Linked DNA regions of Pan troglodytes: region 1 is linked to region 2. The links are chromatin contacts, called in public HiChIP or PLAC-seq maps. All regions are on one chromosome and are shown on one strand. Each heading gives the region's core, a stretch centred on a gene start, on an enhancer-like site or on the middle of the called end of the contact. The rest is flanking DNA. Distances are from core to core; before and after follow the strand shown. Region 1 holds the start of TP53INP2 (tumor protein p53 inducible nuclear protein 2). Region 2 holds the start of AHCY (adenosylhomocysteinase).

Evidence for each region. HiChIP or PLAC-seq counts read pairs in DNA pulled down with a chosen protein or histone mark.
Region 1: a contact with region 2 is called in an H3K4me3 HiChIP or PLAC-seq map of stem cell-derived excitatory neurons, with 4 times the contacts expected there. The contact joins the promoter of TP53INP2 here to the promoter of AHCY in region 2. A contact is called at or near these places in 2 of 7 Hi-C or Micro-C datasets (induced pluripotent stem cells and stem cell-derived neural progenitor cells) and 1 of 1 datasets of contacts at active chromatin or transcription factors (stem cell-derived excitatory neurons).

What each region holds. Positions count from the first base shown.
Region 1 is chr21:40,938,939-40,943,872 of NHGRI_mPanTro3-v2.0_pri, forward strand. It overlaps TP53INP2 (tumor protein p53 inducible nuclear protein 2), which reads left to right and starts at 3,009. Exons shown (of 5, transcript XM_001160082.6): 1 at 3,009-3,253; 2 at 4,099-4,215.
Region 2 is chr21:40,531,243-40,535,940 of NHGRI_mPanTro3-v2.0_pri, forward strand. AHCY (adenosylhomocysteinase) reads right to left here and starts at 3,350. Exons shown (of 10, transcript NM_001280434.1): 1 at 3,253-3,350. The coding sequence starts at 3,340.

The DNA.
Region 1 (4,934 bases), core at 1,759-4,258, 410 kb after region 2:
ACAGGCGCCCGCCACCACGCCTGGCTAATTTTTTGTATTTTTAGTAGAGGCGGGGTTTCACCGTGTTAGCCAGAATGGTTTCAATCTCCTGACCTCGTGATCCGCCCGCCTCAGCCTCCCAAAGTGCTGGGGTTACAGGCGTGAGCCACCGCGCCCAGCCCCCAGCCACCCTTCTTAAGCTTCAAGCTATAACTACTGAGCCTGTGATGAAAGTCTACTCTATGCCAGACCCCCACAAGCTGGGTGCGGGCAGTATAGGGACAAAGACTCTGCCCTTGGGATGCCAACCATTCACTTGAGAAGACACATACACATACAATGAGTCATCATCACTTACTGTTTATGGAACAAATAAATGTCCATCAAGGTAGCCATCAACTCGTGGGTAGGGACAAGGAAGGCTACCTAGAGGAAGAAAGGGTGAGTAGAATCTCTCCCTCTCTCTCTCTCTCTTTTTTAAGAGACAGGGTCTGGCTCTGTCATCCAAGCTGGAATGCAGTGGCTTGATCATAGCTCATTGTAACCTAAACCCAAGTGATCTTCTTATTTCAGCCTCCCTAAGCAGCTGGGACTACAGGTGCATGGCATCTGGCTAATTTTCTCATTTTTTGCAGATAAGTGGTCTCGCTATATTGGCCAGGCTGGTCTCAAACTCCTGGCCCCAAGCAATCCTCCTGCCTTGGCCTCCCAAAGTGCTGGGATTATGGGTGTGAGCCACCACACCTGGCCAAGTAGAATCTTGAAGACAGGAAAGATCTGGATTTCAGAAAGTTCTGAAGAAGGCATTCCAGGCAGGGGAAACAGCTTGAGCAAAAGGGTGGAGGTGGGAGAGTGCTGTAGAGTCAACAAGGAGTTTAACTTTAGCACAAGATGCGTGTAGGAGAAGGGGAGGTGAAGCTGGAGAGAACTGGGGCCGGAGCATGGGGGGCATGAGTTCTGTGTTAGGAGTGTGGGGCTTTAGGAGCCACATCAGGTTTTAGAACAAACAAGTGGCTTGACAGGAGAGACGTGTTAGGGATTATTTAATTAAAGTCAGCAAGTAGGTCTGAAAGGGTATGAGGTTAGCAGGAAGTGGCTGTGATGGGCAGAGGCTCAGAGTTGCATGGAATGAGGACACTTTGGGTATAACACTCCAAGGGCCACAATGCCACTCCCCTCTCCACCCCTCAACCTTGGGTTATTTTTTTCTGGCTTCTTCCCCTGTCGCTAGGGTTAAGGAGTCCCTTGGGGGTTTCAGATGAGGCTGGGATAGAGTTTTATCACTAGAGTGCCGGGTGCGGTGGCTCACGCCTGTAATCCCAGCACTTTGGGAGGCCGAGGCAGGCAGATCACAAGGTCAGGAGACCGAGACCATCCTGGCTAACACTAAACATACAAAAATACAAAAAATACAAAAAATTAGCCAGGCGTGGTGGCAGGCGCCTGTAGTCCCAGCTACTCGGGAGGCTGAGGCAGGAGAATGGCGTGAACCCGGGAGGCGGAGCTTGCAGTGAGCCGAGATCGCGCCACTGCACTGCAGCCTGGGCAACAGAGCAAGACTCTGTCTCAAAAAAAAAAAAAAAAAAAGTTTTATCACTAGAGCATTAACCTCTGGCCTAGGTCACCTCCGGCCTCCTTTTGGGCTAGGTGGGCAGTTCTCGGACCCTCTCCCACCAGCCCTGCTCTGCTGACCTAGAACCTCTGGCCCTGGAGATTCTGATATGCGTATTTGTGGTCTCTTCTCGGGCATCTCCCAGGCCACTGGGAGAGCTGGGGCCTAGAGCGTGGGGTGGGTGGGATCCTGAGGGCAGAGAGTGTGGAAGAATCTTACAATGGCAGCTCTAGAGGGAAGCCTGGATATGTTTGTTTGACAAACTGAGACCCAGAGAGGTAACATGACTTGAGGTCACACAGCAAGTCTAGGGCACAGTCAGGACTGAAAGCCAGGACTCTGGGGAGGCTGAAGCGCCCTGAGGTTTAGACCATCTGGTTCATGTAGAGAATGGAGAGGGTCAGGGCTGGGAGCTATGGGTTCAAATCCTGGCTCTGCCATTGACTGTACTTTTGTGACCTAAGAAAGTCACTTGAGCTCTCTGAGTCTGTTTCCTCAACTGTAAAACGGGACAATATCTACCTTTTGGGTTGTTGTGAAGATAAAAAAACACACCCATAGCACAGGTCGTGGCACACAGTAAGTGTGCCAATACATGTCAGCTAGTGGTATGGTGGTGCAATAGTAGGTGCCTAATAAATGTTGAATGCATTGTTGAACATGAGTTCACACGCTAACAGTGAGATTGTGAGACTCAGCTTTCCCACGTGTAAATCAGGACTCATAATCAGTCCCTGTCCTGCCACTTCTTTACAGCCCCGGTAGCAACATAGATTAAATAAGGTATGTAAACGTTCAAGTGCAGAGCCGTCTCAGGTCAATGTTTACTCAGCCCAGGGCAATTCCTCTCCAAGTCCTACTCTGCGAAATTTCACGTCAGCTTCACTAACTTCTCTACATTCCCAGATGCTCCCCGGGAACCGGGGGTTGGGGATGTCCCTCTTTTCTCAAGCCCGCCGAGCTGAGGAAAAACGGGGTGGGAAAGCAGAAAGTGTGTAAGGCTGAGGAGGTGAGCCAGAGGAGGGAGGGAGAGCAGGAATAAGGGCAGTGGGGAGAATGGAGGTGCACGGACGTGGTGTGGGTCAAGAACAGGGTCCGCATCGGGGGACTTGGATATAGGATGCAGTGAAAGGATTTGGGGAGCAGTGGGAGAGGTGAGGGCGCTGCGATCCGGGAAGAATCAGGAAAATAAGGAGCCGGTAGGAGGGAGTGGAGATCCTCCTCGCGGAGAGCTCGCCGCGGCGCAGGGCTCCCAGCTCCCCGCAGCTGCCTCCCCGAACACTCACCCTCCCGGTTCCGAGAACGTTTCCCGGCCCGAGCGCCCGGCCCGCAAACCGGGAGGGGAGGGGAGGGGAGGGGCAGGGGGGCATCCGCAGCCCGGGATTGGCCGCCGCCCCGCCAGCCGGTGACGCGAGGCGGGCGGGCCCCTTTGTGACGTCACAATCAGCTGTTTGAACGTTCCAATTTGTGCCGTGAGCCCCGCCGCAGCGGCCGCACAGACTCAAAGCCCCGCGGGCGAGCTCAGCAGCCCGGAGCGACCGCGGCCCCGCCGCCTCCCCCGCGAGTCCCGGCGATGCGGCCCGGCCTGTGAGCGGCCGGCGACCCTGGGACGCCCCGCCGCACAACTACCTCAACGCCGCGCCGCCCCCCTCCCGCCCCCAGGTGAGTCCCGACCCGGGTGGGCCTGGGGGCTCCCCTGCCACGGACACGCCCTGCGCCCCCCGCGCCCGGGCCTTTGTCTGTCTCCGCCGGCGGCCGCCGGGGCCGCGTTCCCGGCTCCCGATTGGTTGCCGCACGCCCGGTAGACCATGACGTCGTTCTATTTGCATATGACATTGAGACGTCACCAAGGCCGGCACCGCCCCCACAGGCTCGGGTCGCTTGTCCTCCCGTGACCCGGTAGCCGCTGTGTCGGGGCTGGGCCCTGGGTGAGACGCTGCAATCCAAAGGGGGCTGCAGGGGGATCGGCGATTTCCTAGGCTTATCCAGGGGCTGGGGTCAGGCCTCTGATCCCCTACTTTCTCTTTGCAACCTGAGAAGGAGTCAGACGGCGCTGCTGGGCCTAGGTTGAGGGGGTCGTCAGGAGTTCAGGGCTGCATGGGACTCCAGGTGGTTGGGACAGCACCAGATGGTGGTGGGATCCCCTCCCTCCGGCTCCAGACTCCGCCCCCAGGGACTAACAGAATAACATCCTCCTAATCCCTGATTTGTGTGCAGCGCCTTAGCTGATGTCACTCCCAGACCCAAAATGAAGGGTCTTAGACCCCAGTGCATGGAAGGGGCAACAGGCCCAGAGAGGAGGATTAGCTCTCTCGAGGTCACATAACCAATTAGAGTCATGCTCACTGAGTGACAGATGGATTATTAGCCAGGGGCAAAGACATAATAGGGGCTCAGTACAAGTGGTAAGATACACATCCTCCTTCCACTGGGGACCCGATCTTGGGCTCAGCCTTATCACGGTTTGATAGGCTCCTAGGTGTCCTTACTCCTGGACCTTTTTCCAGGGAATCTCTGGAGATTGGTTCACCTTTTGTGGTCCTGACCCCTTCTGTCCTCACTGTACCTTGAAGTCCTAGAGTCCAATAAAATCGCTGCCTCCCAGCTGTTTGGATCACAGAGAGGTGAGTCATTGGCTGCCTCGGGGTGTCTCCAGGGCTGATGTTGGGGTGGAGGGTGGGGTGAGGGTTCCCTCTATTGGCCCTTTACCTTCTCAACTTCCTAGGTTGTCAGCTAGGAAGGGCCTGACCTGGCCTAGTGCAGACAATTGCAGGTGTTTTGCTGCTCCCTCGTCACCTCTGCCCACAGAGAGTATAGGAGAAGGGATAGGATAAGGAGAGTTTCTGACTTAACAAGTGGATGGGCCTAGAGGCTGAACCAGGAACTCCATTCCTGCTGGGAGTTTGCTCAAGGATGGGCTGGGGGTAGGGGTGGCTTAGGGCACAAATGCTATTCTGGGCAGAGCTGCTGTAGTTATTAAAGGGAATGGTTCTCCCTGGAGCAGAACCGGGAATGTGAGAACCAGGAAGCTGGCAGGGCTGGGAAAGGAAATCTGGGAGGCTCCCCAAGTGGTCAGGAGAGGGGGCAGGCACTGGCTGGCTGGTGCTGCTTTCACTCCTGGCTGTCACCGACTTGCTGTGTGACCTCAGGCAGGGAGCTTTTCCCCTGAGCCTCCGTCCCCTAAACCTATCTGAAATTTGGGGAGGCACAGTGCAGGCTCTGGTACACAGTGGGTCTTCAGTAAATGCATGCTAAATCTTGGTGCCAGTAACCCCAGACCCTTTTGTAACTAGGCGAGGGGTGGTGTGGCTAGGTCAAGGTCTTTTCCACCTCCCTGTACCCC
Region 2 (4,698 bases), core at 2,100-4,599:
TCATGTTGGAGTCCTCATGGCTCCTTTGCCCCCACTACTGGTTACTCTCCCAATCTTCCCATTTTAGGAAATGAAACCACCATTCAACCAGCTACTCTGCCCAAAAACTTAAGATTTGATTCCTCTTTTCCTCTTTCACCTCAATCAGCACGTTTTTGGCTCAACAAGTGAAATATATAAGCAATCCAATTGCATCTCACCACCTTCATCTAAACTGTCACTTCTCAGGCTGGGCGCAGTGGCTCACAGCCTGTAATCCAGCACTTTGGGAGGCCAAGGCGGGCGGATCACCCGAGGTCAGAAGTTCGAGAGCAGCCTGGCCAACATGGTGAAATCCCATCTCTACTAAAAATACAAAAATTAGTTGGGCATGGTGGTGGGCACTTATAATCCCAGCTACTCAGGAGGCTGAGGCAGGAGAATTGCTTGAACCTGGGAGGCGGAGGTGGCAGTGAGCTAAAATAGCACCACTGCACTCCAACCTGGGTGAGAGGGAGACTCTGTCTCCAAAAAAAACAATAAAGAAATAAATACACTGCCACTTCTCAGTTGGACACTGCCACACTCTCTTCACTGGTCCCATGCTCTAACATGCCATTCTCCCCACAGCAGCCAGAAGAGGGAGGCTCTTAAAAATTTAAGTTACATCACCTCCATTACTCTACTAAAGTAAACAAAACTAAACAAGCAAACCCTCCAATGGCTTCCCTCAATCTTCGGGCCCTATCTGCATGACTGCCTGCCCCTCCTCCATCTCTCCACTTTCCCCCATCACTAGCTGTTCAACACACAGGCTTCCTGACTGACTTCAGGCAAGCTCCACTCATTTCCACCTCAGGGCTTTAACCCAAGCAGTTCTCGGCCTGGAAGGCTCCTCTCAAGCACCTAATACAGTACCTGGCACACAGTAGGTGCTGAAAAAAACCTGGAAACAGAAAGAACCTACTATATCCGTGCTAGAGGAACCAAGAGTGCACCAGGGTGACTCAAATAGAGGCGTAAGATGAGTTGGGACTTCAGTCCCAGTGAAGTGGGGAACCTACAGTTTTCAGGGACCAGCATTCAGAGACCAGATTTGTCTTTTGAAAAGACCCCATTGGCTGCTGTGTGGATCTGTGGAGCAAGAGATCCAGGGAGACCTGCAAGGAGAGAGACCAGACTGGGGTGGTGACCGTGGAGACAGACAAGTGGCAGATCTGCTCACATAAAATGGAGACAATACTACTTTATCTGTATGCATGTCTGTGCCACCCCTGTCTCTGGGTCACCTTTGTGTCTCCAGCACGACCTGGCTCAGAGAAGGGGTCAGCAACTGTTTACTGACCATATCTGTCGTCAGAACTGAATGAAAGATCCATGAGAGGGGCTGGCACATGACAAGGGTGGCAAAGAAAAACAACACAAATCTGAACCTAGTCTGAGTCCCAGCATTTACTAATGACCCAGAGAGGAGTTTGCTGCAGGTTCCATAGCCAATTAACCGCAGAACCAGAACTGGCAGCCAGGCAGGGCTAGAGCAGAGGCCCCTCTCAAGGCCCCTCCTGGGAGGGGCCCGGCTGTATGGGACAATGGGTTATGCCCTGTGCTGCTAAGCTCCACCCCTCCACCACCACATGTCCCTCCAGCTAAAAATAACTCCTTCAGTGCCCTCGAGGACACTGTGCCAGCCCCACAGTTTTCCCTGGGACCCTCAACTCCAAAGGCACAGGAGAGGCTAGATGCTGCAATCTCTGGAGCTAAGGACTTGCAAAAGTCACAGGAACACCTGTCCCCAGGACAAGCCAAGAGGAACAGCAAGAGCCCCTGTAAACATCAGTTTCTTCATCTGTAAAGTGTGGATAATCATCCCTAGCTTGCTATGCGCCTTAAGTAAAGATAATGCCATATGATCAAGATCTGGCATACAGCAGGGCCTCCTTCCTCTAGCCCCACCCAGCTAAGCTCCCCATTTCCCAAATCCAGCTTTATCTCCACCCACACAACCCAATGGCCCCAATCCTGACCCACTAATCTCTCCACAGTATGACAAGCCCCCATTCCAGCTCTACTATTGATGTGACCTTCACATAACCTTTCTGGGTTCAGTTTCAGCATCCACACAATGGAGACAGTCTACTCTGGTAGCAACTTGATGAACTACTTCAACAGAATCTTTGCAAGTCACCTCCCAAGGGCCTCAGTTTCATGCTCTATATAACGGGATTACGTCCACCTCTATGAAGATTATTGTGTAAACACACGTAAATCACCAGATATACAGCAAGTGTTTCCATAAATGTGGATGGCATTCTCCAGACTTAATAGTGTCTTTTTTTGTTTGTTTTTTTTTTGGGACAGGGTCTTGCTCTGTTGCACAGGTTGGAGTGTGGTGGTGCAATCTTGGCTCACTGCAACCTCCGTCTCCCCGGCTCAAACAGTCCTCCTGCCTCAGCCTCCCGAGTAGCTGGGAATGAAGGCGCCCGCCACCACGCCCAGCTAGTTTTTGTATTTTTGGTAGAGATAGCGTTTCACCACGTTGGCCAGGCTGGTCTCAAACTCTTGACCTCAAGTGATTCGCCCACCTCGGCCTCTCAAAGTGCTGGGACTACAGGGGTGAGCCACCACACCCAGTCCAATAGTGTCAAAGTTACTTGAAAAGCTACCAGCCAAACTGAACTGGTTTTTGCTGAAAATTCACTAGGATTGTTCCGCGTGTATTCGCTTGCACACAGTGGTGAAAGGGTGCGCTCAGAGATCTAGATGGCCTGCGTTCCAATCTTGCTCCATCACCACCAGCTGTAAGACTGAGGGCAAGTTACCTCTGCCTCAGGATTCTCATCATAAAATGAGAAGTTTCCCTACAGAGCCATGAGACTAGAATAAAGCTAGAAGGCAGTGCCGATCCCACAGGAAACACTAAGTAAACGTTAACTATCCCTGTATTACACTTCAATCGGTGGGACAGCAGGATTTTTCAAACCACTCCAAATTTTCTTCGAGATTTCGGCAAGGCTGCCCCTGCTGGCGGGGTGGGGGACCCCACAGGTTGGGTAACTGGCCCAAAGTCCCAGGGGAGAGGAGGACCCGAGCCGGCCTGGGGCTCGCTTTCCAGGCCTCTCCTCATACACCCTCCGGGGTGCCCTCGCCGTCCCTGTAGGAGGCCCAGAGAGGGGTGGACGCTCGTCGGGGCCGCCCAGCTGGACAGGGTCCGGTCCAGGCCTAGGAGGCCGGGCGCAGGCCCCCCGAGCAGGGTCCGGCAGGTGCCAGCCGTACCAGGCCGTGGCCAGGTGTGCTCTCCCGCGGAGCACGCCGCCAGTTTGCGGCTCGCAGACCGCGCGGCGGCCCCGGCGTCGCGGGGCATGCTGGGACTTGTAGTCCACGGCCACCCGGAACGGCCCGCTCATGGCCGCGCGAGAACTCCAACTTCCAGGTGGCTTCGCGCGGCCAGAAACGCGCCGAGGCTGCGATTCCAGGGGGTCCAGAGCGCCCCGAGTCGGCCCTGCAGCCCCCGCCACGAACAAGCCCCGGGCGGCCGCAACCGGCTGCAGGTCCTGGGACTCACCGACTTTGTAGGGCAGTTTGTCAGACATGCTGGCGGCACTCGTGATGGAAACGGGCGAAGGGGGCTGGGCCTCAGTCTGGGAACAGGAACTGGGCGGGCAGCGCCGGGCAGGGATATGCGCGTGGCGCCGACGCCTTTAAATATCTTCCTCGCACTTGCATATTCATGACACGCTGGGGCGGGGCCCAACGCGCAGGGCGGAGCCGGGAGGGGATTTCGATCCCTGAAAAGAAGCCTCAGAATTTCACAAGGCGTGGCCCCAGGAGTCTCACTCACCGGTCCGGAAGGGAGCGCCGGGAGAGGCCTGAGAGCCAGCCGGGCCGTCCTCTCGCTGGTTCAGCCAGTTGATTCAGTGTCAAAACCCAGCGGAACTGAAATTCCGCCAGTTCACTTCCCTGTGCCTCAATTTCCTCATCTATAAAATGGGCCAAATGACATCTGCCACACAGATTATTATAAGTAAAGTTGCAGGCCAGGCGCGGTGGCTCACACCTGTAATCCCAGCACTTTGGGAGGCCAAGGCGGGAGGATCGCTTGAGCCCAGGAGTTCAAGACCATCCTGGGCAACACAGTGAGACCTCAACTCTACAAAAAAAAATTAAAAATTAGCCGGGCGTGGTGGCGCGCGCTTGTGGTCCCAGCTACTTGGGACGCTGAGGCGGGAGGGAGGATCTTTTGAGCCTGGAGATCGAGGCTGCAGTGAGCTATCATCCCACCACAGCACTTGAGCCTGGGCGAAAGGGCAAGACCCTATCTCAAAAAAACCAAAACAAAGTTAAGTTGCCATTTGTCAGGTACCTACTGACATCCCAAACATTCGCCTTACTCCAAGTAACCACCACCCTGAATTTAAGTAAGTTTGCATACATTTCTTATACTTTTACTGCATCCGTATATCATTAAATAGTTCTTTCTGTGTTTAGCACCTTTATATATCAACCGTATTTACCCTTCTGCAACTTGCTTTTTTCTGTGAGCATTATATTTATGAGACTCATGCATATAGCTTGAGTATATTCATTTTTGCTGCTGTATAATTCAGTCATCCTAGGCATGGGAAGGGGGAATTGGTTTCAGGACCTCTGTGGACTCCAAAACCCTTCTATGCTCAAGTCCCTCATATAAAATGAGGCAGTATTGGCATATAACCTATGCAC